Linked DNA regions of Pan troglodytes: region 2 is linked to region 1. The links are chromatin contacts, called in public Hi-C maps. All regions are on one chromosome and are shown on one strand. Each heading gives the region's core, a stretch centred on a gene start, on an enhancer-like site or on the middle of the called end of the contact. The rest is flanking DNA. Distances are from core to core; before and after follow the strand shown.

Region 1 (5,924 bases), core at 1,959-4,458:
AAGTAAGAGAGTCAGGAGCCACTCTCCTCTTTGTCACACTCCTTGGACTTAACGACACCACTCTGCTTCTGCCCAGTTTTTTAGTAAACATGGCCTTCACCATCAACCAACCTTAGTTCCAAACACTTCTCAGGAGAAACCTTAATGATAGGCTGTGGTTCCTTTTTATCCACCAGAACTGTCTTGTCTGATATCACATTGATGCCCTGTGTCAATGCCATTTGGATCTTTCCTGGGTATAGAGTCTTAGACCAATTTTCCATTTTGTGAGTTTCCTTCTGCTCCTAACAAAGAACAGAGAAATGCTCTCCACATTCTGCTTCCAGAGCTGCTCAAGTCTCTCTGAAGATTCAGTACCTAGTCTAGGTTTCTTTTGCTGGGGGTTAGATTCTGAAACATTGAGTTCCCTGGCTTCTTTGCCTAGAATGAAGCCTAGAGCCAGAAACAATCTAAGGCAAAGATCTCAGAAGAAGGTCCCACCTCAGGTGATGAGCCTTGCCTGGACTGAAGTCTAGGGTGAGACTTAAGTGCTGGACTGTCAGCATAGCTTACATTTCACAGAACAAACCAGAACTCCATTCAGCACTCCACTTACTTCATCTGGCAAACATTATGAAGCAGGTACTGTACTAAGTTTGGGGAACAGAAAGTTGGCAAAGACAAGGTGTCTTCCCTTGAGAAATTCAAAGTCATTAATTGTTCATGTAACACAGAATACATTCATGAGTTCATTTTTTTAGAAAAAGGAATATTGATTCTCAAACTCTCATAGAGAAATGTTCACTGCTTCCTCTAGCCTGGAGTCCTAAAATGTCTGACTCAATGAAGAAAAATGCCAACTGCCACTAGAGCCTACTCAAATGAAAACTCTGTAGCAGAATGATCTTGATTATCTCAGAAATCCCTGACAGAAATGGAAGCAATATAAATAAACATAAAAGAAAATAGAGGTACTGTAACACAACTATAAATTGCTCTTCTCCCCGACTTTCTTCCAATCATCCAGGGCAAAAGAAGGAAGTTGGTCTTTGTGGCAGAGAATAGACCAGCAGCTGTTCTCTATCCTGCCAAGAGGGGAGAGACTTATTATAAACAATAGCCAACAATATGTCCTTTGGGTCGGGAAACTCAGCCAATTTGGAGGGGGCCAGTCTGGAGGAGAGAAGGAGGGTTAATGGGATGGGGGGGGGTGACCAACATAACAGAGGATGAATTAGGAGAAAACACTATCAAATTTTCCTGTGTACTTATGTTTCTATTACCTCATTAGGGTGATTACATAATGTGACTCCATTTATAAACTAAGAGGGAAGGAAGGGGCGACATTCTCCTTAGCGGTGGCTGATGTGAGACATTAACATACCAATAAGTCATGTGGGCAAACAGTTAACATGTTTGGGAACATCTTTCCTTTCTCTCTTCATCTGTTTGGTATTTTGTCTGCTCCTTCCCTCCTTTTAGCCATATATGTGTATCTGTGACTCAGAAATGGAAATGGAGCTGACAACTTGGGTGCCATCATTTTGAGAGCTCTTCATGTAAGAAATATATGGAGTTTGTTTTACTGTTTTATATTCCATTGGGAGAAAGAAAATGAACAATCTTACTTACATGTATTACTATACATGGGTCCCTTGCCCCTTCCTCTCTGCAAAATCCCCAGAGGAGTTCTTAGCCAGGTGCAGATTGGAAATTTAAAGGTTCTTATTTCTTAGGACATTTTTCTACATGTGGAGAAATGCCATTCTTTTCACAGACTAACTTGTCAGTGTCCTAATTCTAAGTAGTAACTCTAGACGGGGATATTTTGGGGGAATGCTGTTTATGGATATACTATTAATTTGTGCCTTAACTTTTTAAATAGCTCACTAGGACAGTAAAATTCACTGAGTGATATTTAACAAATGAGGAAAATGGGTTTCAAAAATGTGAAACAACCTGTTCTGATAGTTAGAGAAGGAGGCCAGACTGCGATCCTGTAACAACAGGGGTTATACAGAACATGACTGTAATAAACAATTTCTAAGGGAGGTTGTACAGTTTAAGGAGGGGCTCTTTTATCTATGGGTTCTTCCAATGAGGGAGCAGTGTGGGAGTGTGATGGTGTTAAGTAGGACCAATTCTATTTAAAAGGGTCCCTCAGAGAGAGAAAAAGAAGAATTAACTATTTAGCCTGTATTTGTCTTACATATGGTTTTAATTTGATATACTTACCCTTTGTTCCCATATAACCATATTAACCCTTCCCCATTTTGTTATATTACTTCTGGTTTTAATTTTGGGGGCTTCCAAAGGCATTTTTGCAGTTATCATTTCTCAGAAGATGTGCACTGATTCTGTTTGTTCTTATGATGGCAAACTAAATAAAGAGTTTGAGGATCTGCATTACACATGAACAGGAAGGGATTTCTTTATTCAGATTAGAAAAAAATAAATTTTAAATATTTCCATTGTAGACAGTATATTAGGGAGATTTCACTCTACCTGGGGCCTGGGAAGTAGTATTTACTTAAATTAGCAATCAGTCCATTCATTTAGATCTACTGTTCCATATGTTTTCTGTTCACATTATTTTGGTTACAGTATCTTAACTATCCAGCAGATGGCATCTGCTTCAAAACTCTCCTAACTTCCATTTACATTTCAGGACAAACAGGATACTGATACATTGAAACCTCCCTTAATTGACTTCTACATTTAGTACCTAGAAAAGGTTGCTGGAAATATAATTAAGGGTAGACCATTCATTCCCTTTTTCTTGGTAAGAGTCATACTTCTCTCTTGCCATGCCCATGGCACTACCATGGACGCCTAAGAAAACCTCAATAATTTGAAAGGAAACATAATCAGAATTAAACCCACAAGCTCTCTTTAAAAATCTATTACTTTAATTGCTTTCAGCACTACACAGGAGCTTAGTATTAATGGCAGATTTAGACAAGCAAAGCTAATCTCAAACCTCCTCTAAGAGAGAAAGAGGCAGGGGGAAAAAAAAAGAGCCAGCTACTCCAAGAAGTGAGGGTAAATGAATACACAAAGCTTTATGCATAGTTACCATACAGAGCCTTTTCTCTCTATACTTTGTATGAAAAGATGGGTGTGATTGAATGACTTCTAACGTTTAATGACACCTTTGCTCCAGTGCTTTGTAAAGCTCACACATGAATACACTGATCCATTTCCAGATGATCCTGGGGCCCCCATCCTTTTGTGTCAAGCACAAAGAAAAAGGAGAGAGAGGGAGAGACAGAGACAAAGAAACAGCCCATGTAACCAAGCGCCGAACATGATTTGAACAACCAACTTAGTAAACATCAATCTTAGGCTGTGTTATGTGAAATGGAGTCATACTCCAAAAGAAATTTTGGCTACATTTAAAAGATCACTTTGTCTAAAGAAAATGCCAAGTTGAATTTTCATGTACTAAGTCATCTTTCTACAAGAAGCTGACAAGACAAAAGCAACAAAGTGAAAAGGTAAAAAATGGCTCATTTGAAAAAAAGTAATAGCATTATAACCTTTTTTTTTTAAAAGGGTCTGGTTTCCTTGTTTTATATTATTTGTCAGGGATCAGTGTGGCCATGACAAAAGCAATGGGTTAGAAATCAAAAGACTTGTGTGACTTGCTGTGTTACTTTGTGAATCACTTCACCTCCCTGGAAGGCGGTTTTCATCTATGTAATATAAGGGATGGAACCAAATTACTTTTGGGTTCACCTTCAGCTCATGTTTGTTCTAACAGGGCATCCCTGCCCCCACAGGGCAGGCTCTCAGCACTCATTTGTGAGTGTGAGTCATAAGAAAGGATGGTGGAGCTTGGATAGTGGTGGGGTCTGGAGCTAGTTTGCCCAAACTGAGCCATTGGAAAGGATTCTAAAATTCTGAAGCATTTTAGAATCCTTTGGGTCACATGTTCTCTCTTTTAGTTTTATGGCTATTTTCTGAGGAAAAAAAAAAAAAAAAAGCCCAGGTTGGGAATCCAAAGTCTTTGACATGAATCTCTTTTGTTCTAACTTTTAGCTCAAAATAAAGTGCATTTGACCATTCAATTCTTTATGTATAGCATCATGCACATTCATGAATCTCTTTAAATCTGGAATTTAAAAATGCCTGACATCTCCTGCCACAGCCGCTGTTAATATACACAATAGATTCTTCAGAAATGCAAGGTTAGAACATTTGAAGCATGAGAATACTGATTTACATGGAAGCTGAGAGTATACAGTATCAATAAAATGTACTTTTGACATCTTGGCTTCCAGAGAAATACACTTTCTTTGTTCATTCACAAGTCTACTCTATTTCCACCTCAGATTTAATTATCTTCCCAGTTCTCATTTGCGTATGTGTAGGCTACCATTCACAATACACCAAGCCCTACGTGTGGGAGGCACAAATCTTTTCATTCAAAAAATAATAATGTGGACAAGCCATTTTGACTGCAAAGTAAGTGCTTTAGACAAAGGCAAGAGGATGTTAATTGTATTCTAAGAATACCAATGTCCTTGAAATGAAATTTGTTGTTTGGTGTATTGATCTACATCAGTAGTGTAGACTTTCAATGATCTAGTTTCACCTTCTGAGTTTGCTGATTAAAGAAATGAAGCCCGAGAAGTACAAAAGGTTTGCCCCTAAATCACCCAGATCTACAGTAGCAGAAGTAGGACAAGAACTTGGGGTTTTCTTTTTTGTTTATAACGTACACACTAGAATCAGTTATACATCCATGACTGCCATGGATGCCAGGATCTCACTACTGCTGTGCATCCTTTCTGTTTCTCTGACTCTCAAATTTATTCTCTTTGAAGTGAGCTCTCCAGAAGCCATTTCGTTCCTGATTTGGAGTTGATATCCCCTGCATGCCTCTCTCACATCCTTTTAACTTCTCCTAAATGCAACTTAAGCCAAAATAACGTCATTTATCCATCCCTCCATCTCTTCAATGTCTGTCCATTTATCTATCCATCTATTCATTCACACATCCAGGCATCTATCCATTTCTCCATCCAAAAACAAACAACCTCAGAGTGTCGAGTCCTAATCTAGACCTGGTAACCAAAATAAAATAGTATTGTTCCTCAAAAAGCTCCTAATAGAGCTGAGTTTGCTCCTGAATAATCTTTTTAAAAAGTATGCCAGTTTTATAGTTTTTCTTAACAATTATTTTTAAAAGATTCACATTATTACAACAAATGTTTCACTTTCCTTATTTTCTAAATACAGCAACACTTCATCTATTTGGCTTTGGCAGAGAACGAGGTGTTCCACAAAAGTAAACTCTGTAGACCACTGAAACCAAAACTTCTGAACAGAAATCTTCCTTAAAGTGCATTTCATACTTCTCTGCCTTTGGAAACAAAATATACCAAACACAATTTAATCTTTTTCATTTTACACAACTGAGAGTGATCTTTAAGGAAAATCCACTATCATAGTGGACAGGGATATTGTTTTGTATAGAACTTTCCAGGTTTCTCTTTTAATATCGAGCAGTTATCACTTTTCACTGCAAGTTGTGCTTCCTTCCAGCAGTCCTTTCATGAACTCTTCTAATTTGCAGGACCAGGAATCAGAAAATTCACTAAAAGTTAGGTCTTAAATCTGTGTCAGAGCCAGGAAGGCCTCAAGTAAGGGTGTGAAGTAGAGTATCCACATGGTTTTAATGAGTAGATTTGGGGACTAAAATTCCATACTATTTTCTTCTGACTACTTCCAAACTTAGAATAATGTAGAGAGGGCTGGGGATACCATGCCTTCTGGCAAGCTGGCCAGTGCCAGTCAGCCTGATTGGAGCCTTTCATCTTATCCCCAGAAAAGGAGGCAATGATGAGGCCATCCAAGTCCAAGCAGTTTTTGTTTGTTTGTTTGTTTTGTTTTGCTTGTTTTGTTTCTTTTGAGTTGGAGTCTCACCCCATTGCCCAGGC
Region 2 (5,924 bases), core at 1,570-4,069, 190 kb after region 1:
CAGGTTTTTCCTGACATACAAAAAATAGAAAATTTGGTTTGTTTTTTCCATATTAAGAAAGCTGATGAACTGTCTGTGTCAGTGTTATATATTTAGTGGGCTTATTATTATTTTTGCAATGCATTGGCACAGCTCAATTTTAAATGCAATTACCACATTATAATCTTGGCAAGACCCACTGTTCCAAATAATTCTCTGATGTACAAATTAGTCTTCCTACTAAATGAAAACTGCCAGCAGAAAGGCACTATTACAGTATATAAAAATGAAAAGTCTCATTGAAGTATGGAATAACTATAAATTTCATTTCAGAAGCATATACTATATACACACAAACTTAAAAAAGTTATAATTAAGATGTCTAATTCTCCTGAAATAGCACTCAAATATATAATAATTCCCTGTAGGGTATGTAGGCAGTCTGGATCAAACAGCATCTCCCTATGCTGTGAACTAGAAACACTACTAGACTAATAGGTTGAACTATTTCTTCTGCTATTTTTCCAGAATATGAAGATAAACAGCAATTGAAGTGTCATCAGAAGATTCTGCAATTATTTTTTGATCACCAACACCATCGGCTGTTGTGAGGTAGAGTTTTTATTATAGTATATATTTACAAATGTCTTCAACAACTTACAGTATTTTCACTAGTTCTGCCACACAGTAGTACCATACATTGTCTTCTCAGCATCAAAGATTTATTGCTTTAGCAGAGAAACCAACTCTGAAATGAGGACTTTGAGACTGGCTTTTATTTCCTACTAGGTGGTCCTTCTGGGAAGATCAGTGCACAGCTTCTCTTTCCAACATCTACTAAAAAATCCTTTTGAAACAATGTGGGAGGCTGATGACTATTCCCCTATTGCAGTGGTCCTTGACAGGGGGTGATTTGGCCCCCCAGGAGACATTTGGCAATGTCTGGAGATATTTTTGACTTTTGTAACTGGAGGGAGGGGTCTACTGGCACCTAGTGGGTAGAGGCCAGAGATGCTGGTAAATATCTTATAATGCACAGGACAGCCCCATACAAAAAGGACTTAGTCCAGAAAGAAAATAGTGCCACGAGTAAGAAACCTTGCCCTATTGGCTTCTCTGTCAACATAACAGGTATTGCCTGTGAACATTTGTTGCCAGAGTGAGTGTCCCTGGGACAGTGTTGATTGCGGAAGTCAACAGAGGAGGAGAATTTAAGTCCTCCACTTCCTGCTGGGATCTCATAAAACGATGCAAACCAATGGGCCCTTGGTTTGTTTAAGGTTAGACTTGTGGAAGTTTTTGAAATTCTAGTTTTGCTCTGTTCAATCATTTTAGAAAATATCTAAGTATCATTCTGGTTTGAATTAGTTTGTTTGGTCTATTTTTGAACATATTTTGCTTCAGTTACAACATTAATATTTGGGTTTTATTCAGTTCAGGGTTCAGCAAATTAGCAAAATTACAGCTTTGGGTTATGGTTACTTGTTATATATCTTTGCATGAGAGCCCATGCAAGTGTGATTAGAGCAGAAAGCTAAGGTTCATCACAACCATGGCCACTAGAGCTTTCTATGATCCAAGGAAGTTAATTCACTTTTTTACTTTGTTTCTCAAGAGGATTCAACAATGCAAGCACCAAACCAAGTGGATGCCCCTCTTTCTGTTGCTTGGTTTAAAATTAAAACCCTTGATGAGTAAAGTGATTTATTTCATATTATATTTATGAAAAGGTAGAGCAGTCTCAATGTTTTGAGTATTCCTGAAACTGTTTACTTAATTATACAATGAGAAACAAGACAGGAAAAAACTTCATAAAAATCACTAGGGATTTTTAAAAAATGCCCATGTACTCTTATTTTGCAATGGCTCTGGTTGTGAAATCATCAGACTGAAAAATACTGGAGGAGTGGTGAGGGTGGATTTTAGTGACAAGATTTCCTTAAGGCTGTAAATAAACCAAATTCACTAAGAGAAACAGAGATGGCAGTTTTCATCATAAAAGGGGGAAAACATTTTCCAGTTGAATTATAGGTACAGCACAAAACAGTTGTTCCGTTTTTAAAAACTTTAGTTTCTGCAGGCTGAAACAGAGCATTTCATTTGGCTCAGTTCATGAAAGCCATCTGCACCTGCTCACGAAACAGCTTAAAGAGAAAAAAAAAAGTGTGCACCAAGGATTTTAACTTACACAGACAATAAGGGATAGACTCTGGCACTCAAGCACTGAAAAAGCAGGAGCATGATAAAGGGGAAAGTATCATAATTTTATGAAGTACCAATAAATAATAACCCCAAATCAGCTTACAGCATCACTTAGGTTTACCTGTGGAAGCTACACTTGCCTGTTCTGGTTGCATGTTTAAAAGTTAAGCAATTAAACTTCAATTATATGGGTTTTTCTTTTATGTAGCCTAGGGTTGAATGCATTACTGGCAGGAAACTTTAGCTCATGAATTCAATCAAAAATCCTTTCATTTGTCAGAACTGCTTCCTGCTGCCTCCTTTAAACATCTGCTTCTCCAGTTCAGGGACACACACACACACACACACACATACACATACACACACACCCCCTCTTTGTTAAAATAATAAGCAATCTACCAACTTCCCTTGCAAAAGTTACATTCTCTCTTACACACACACACACTTGTTCCCAGTAGAGTTTATTTAATGTGTCTTTAATAGCTTCCTTGTTCTTCTCTCTTCCTTTCCGCTTTTAAATTCTGGAAAACCTCAAGCTGACAAAAGAAGACATTTTAAAAATGCGAGGATAAGGCCCGGCCGGCCTCCAGACCAATGAGAAGGAAGCAGAGCAAGGAGGCGGGGGAGGCGGGGTTGGCTGTCGGGAATTGCCTGCACTCCTTAAACGGCAGGCACTTCCTGCTAGAGGAGGCCAGCTCTGAACAAACAGAAATCGGGTGGAAAGCTAGCAGGAGGCGTTGCTCAAGTTCAAAACAATCTGCGCGTGTCCAGGCGCGCGCGGAGCCAGACCCCAGCCGCGCGGCTCAGACCTCGCGAGAGCCATCACCTGAGAAATCCACAGCCTTTTCTCATCAGGCTTAGACTGTTTTTCCCACACCTCCAAGAAGGAAGACCCACATGTTAAAACTATGAGAAAAGCTGAAAGTGCCTTCCGAACAGTCATCCTTCTTTTTCTTTTTTTTTTTTTGAGACGGAGTCTCGCTTTGTCGCCCAGGCTGGAGTGCAGGGGCGCGATGTCGTCTCACTGCAAGCTCCGCCTCCCAGGTTCATGCCATTCTCCTGCCTCAGCCTTCCGAGTAGCTGGGACTACAGGCGCACGCCACCACGCCTGGCTAATTTTTTGTATTTTTAGTAGAGAAAGGGTTTCACCGTGTTAGTCAGGATGGTTTGTCGTGATCCGCCCATCTTGGCCTCCCAAAGTGCTGGGATTACTGGCGTGAGCCACCGCGCCCGGCCCAGTCATCCTTCTTTAACCACGACATAGGTACTCAGGTCCGCTGGCCTTCCTCTGCACTGATGGACTTTTCTTTGTGAAACTGATTCAGAGGCGGACCTCAAGTGGCTTATTCCTTCGCCTAAAAATCGTGCTGCTTTTTCCTCTAGTGAAGTCTGGAGTACAAATTAATAAAAACTTGGGGCTGTGCGGCCTAATGGCTCAAACCCTGTTTCAGATGTTTTGAAATATTATTACCCCTTTTGAGAGCCTCAGTGTCTCCCTGGAGGGTAAGACATCTGCCTTAAGGGCACTTACCAAGAAACTACAAACATTTAACTGCACACAACAATGGTATCTTAATAAGACAAGATGCTTAATACAACTGGCTGCCCTATTATGACGTGTAAGAATGTTTTCATATGTAAGCTATGCTTGCAATTCTATAAGTAGATAAGGAAGCTTGTGGTTGTTACACTTCTAATATATGGATAGAAGAGCTTAAACTCTAATGATTAGAAAATTACTGGTATTCTGAAGTGTATTACAATCAATGCATTCATGATATCTACACGTTGTAATTATTCATCCTTAAATTAAAAATGGTTTATATGGTTATAGCCATATATCTATCGATTATTGTTATATTAATAAGAGCTAACATTTCTGAGCACTATGTGCCAATTATAACACAAAGTTCTTTACATGCATTATTTCATTTCACCCCTACGACTCTACAGAACTATGTACATTGAAGAAACAGAGGTTTGTATCATTCATTTGCTATAGGCCAGGGAGTGAGTTAACAAAGCTGTGACTTGAACCCAGCACCTGGACTCTCAGAGCAATCACACACTATTCAACCATCCACCCATTCATCCATCTGTCCGTCTGTCTGTCTATCCATGCATCCAATCACCCACACACCCATGCCATCCAACATGAAATGTGTATTATTTGGAAAGACACAGTCATAAGATGTGCACAAAATACTTAAAAAAAGGATCTATTTTGTCCACCTGAAACAAAAGGAACATGCTGTATCTTAAAATGTCAGATGTTAGATGTGAGATTATACATCCATACTGAACTGTAGAAACAATTAATAATACAAGCAAAACCAAAAAAGCCAATGCAACTGATATCAACAAGAAATTCAATGCTCCTTTGACATACAAAATATAATACTCAGTGTATCTCTCAAAAGACAATTTTTCTTTGAATTTTCCAAATAATTTGCAAAAATTAATTCAGGGAGCCTTCAGGAAAGTGCCTTCCGAACAGTCATCCTTCTTTTTTTTTTTTTTTCCAAAACAAAACATGCTTAGCATGCACACTTTTACCATTTTTTTCGAGTGGAAAGTTTATTGGCAATATTAAATTTCACCCTAGATAGGATATGAGAATGTTTTGACAAATCACAATTTATAGTATATTAATGCCATGTGAGAATTTTGTTTCCCAATAAGAGCTCACGTGGAACTTGGTCATTAAACCTTAAAGAAACCTTTCTCACATATCTATAGGCCTCAAATTGAAATTATCTATAAATGAATTTGTAGATTTCTTTTTAGTTTAATTCCTGAGTATACAGGGCAAAAGCTTATATCCTTTATATAAACTTCTGCTTTGGTCTAAAAGTGATATATCTTCACGTTGAGGTTTCATCTGAAATGCACTAAGTTGGCTGACTTAACTTCAATATGAATTTGTATGGCTATAAAATTGTGCCCTAACTCAAGCTATTTCTATGTTCACCTGAATCACAGCCATACCTAATTTTTTTTTTTTTTTTAGACAGAGTCTCACTCTGTTGCCCAGGCTGGAGTGCAGCAGTGCGATCTCGGCTCACTGCAACCTCTGCCTCCAGGGTTCAAGCAATTCTCCTGCCTCAGCCTCCTGAGTAGCTGGGATTACAGGTGTGCACCACCACATCTGGCTAATTTTTGTATTTTTAGTAGAGACGGGGTTTCACCATGTTGGTCAGCCTGATTTCGAACTCCTGACCTCGTGACCCGCCCCCCTCGGCCTCCCAAAGTGCTGGGATTACAGGTGTGAACCACTGTCCCCAGCTGCTTAATTCTTTATATTTCACATTCAACAAAAATGTGGAGGCTTATCATGTGCTAGGTACTATGCTAGGCACTGGGGACACAAAGCAACATGAAACATGGTCCCTATGCTGGAAAGAGTTACAGACTTGTGAAAGAGACCAACAGGTAAATACATCCTAAGAACTGGATAAGTGACAAAAATGAAGCATAGGGACTCATAAGAAAGTTTGTTGAGACTCATAAGAAAGAGTGATTAACTCAGGGAAAGTCATTTCCTCTACAGAGCATATCATTCATCCCTTCAACAGGCATTTTTTGGATTCTGAAGTATAAGGAGGTGTTTATAAGTAGAAAAGACAAAAGAACATCATATGCAAATCCATGAAGTTCTGAAAGGGATTTCATGTTCGGGGTCATGGTTGAACTACATACAAAATGCTATGGAAGCACAAGGCATCAGTCAAGCACAGTGATTG

What was found. A called contact is a pair of places that touch in the nucleus more often than the background predicts.
Region 2: a contact with region 1 is called in a Hi-C map of stem cell-derived neural progenitor cells, with 2.6 times the contacts expected there. The contact joins two enhancer-like sites. A contact is called at or near these places in 1 of 7 Hi-C or Micro-C datasets (stem cell-derived neural progenitor cells), 1 of 1 datasets of contacts at active chromatin or transcription factors (stem cell-derived excitatory neurons) and 1 of 1 other capture datasets (stem cell-derived neural stem cells).

What each region holds. Positions count from the first base shown.
Region 1 is chr9:98,158,348-98,164,271 of NHGRI_mPanTro3-v2.0_pri, forward strand. The region is part of intron 2 of MAML2 (mastermind like transcriptional coactivator 2); the gene reads right to left. Among named protein-coding and RNA genes, the nearest start is that of MTMR2, 130 kb to the left of the region's middle. Within about 2 kb of position 3,209, at least 4 of the 24 cell types and tissues checked have an H3K27ac peak or open chromatin away from gene starts, as enhancers often do. A contact at or near this core is called in stem cell-derived neural progenitor cells, where this site is marked.
Region 2 is chr9:98,346,967-98,352,890 of NHGRI_mPanTro3-v2.0_pri, forward strand. All of the region lies in intron 1 of MAML2 (mastermind like transcriptional coactivator 2), which reads right to left. Among named protein-coding and RNA genes, the nearest start is that of MIR1260B, 99 kb to the right of the region's middle. Within about 2 kb of position 2,820, at least 21 of the 24 cell types and tissues checked have an H3K27ac peak or open chromatin away from gene starts, as enhancers often do. A contact at or near this core is called in stem cell-derived neural progenitor cells, where this site is marked.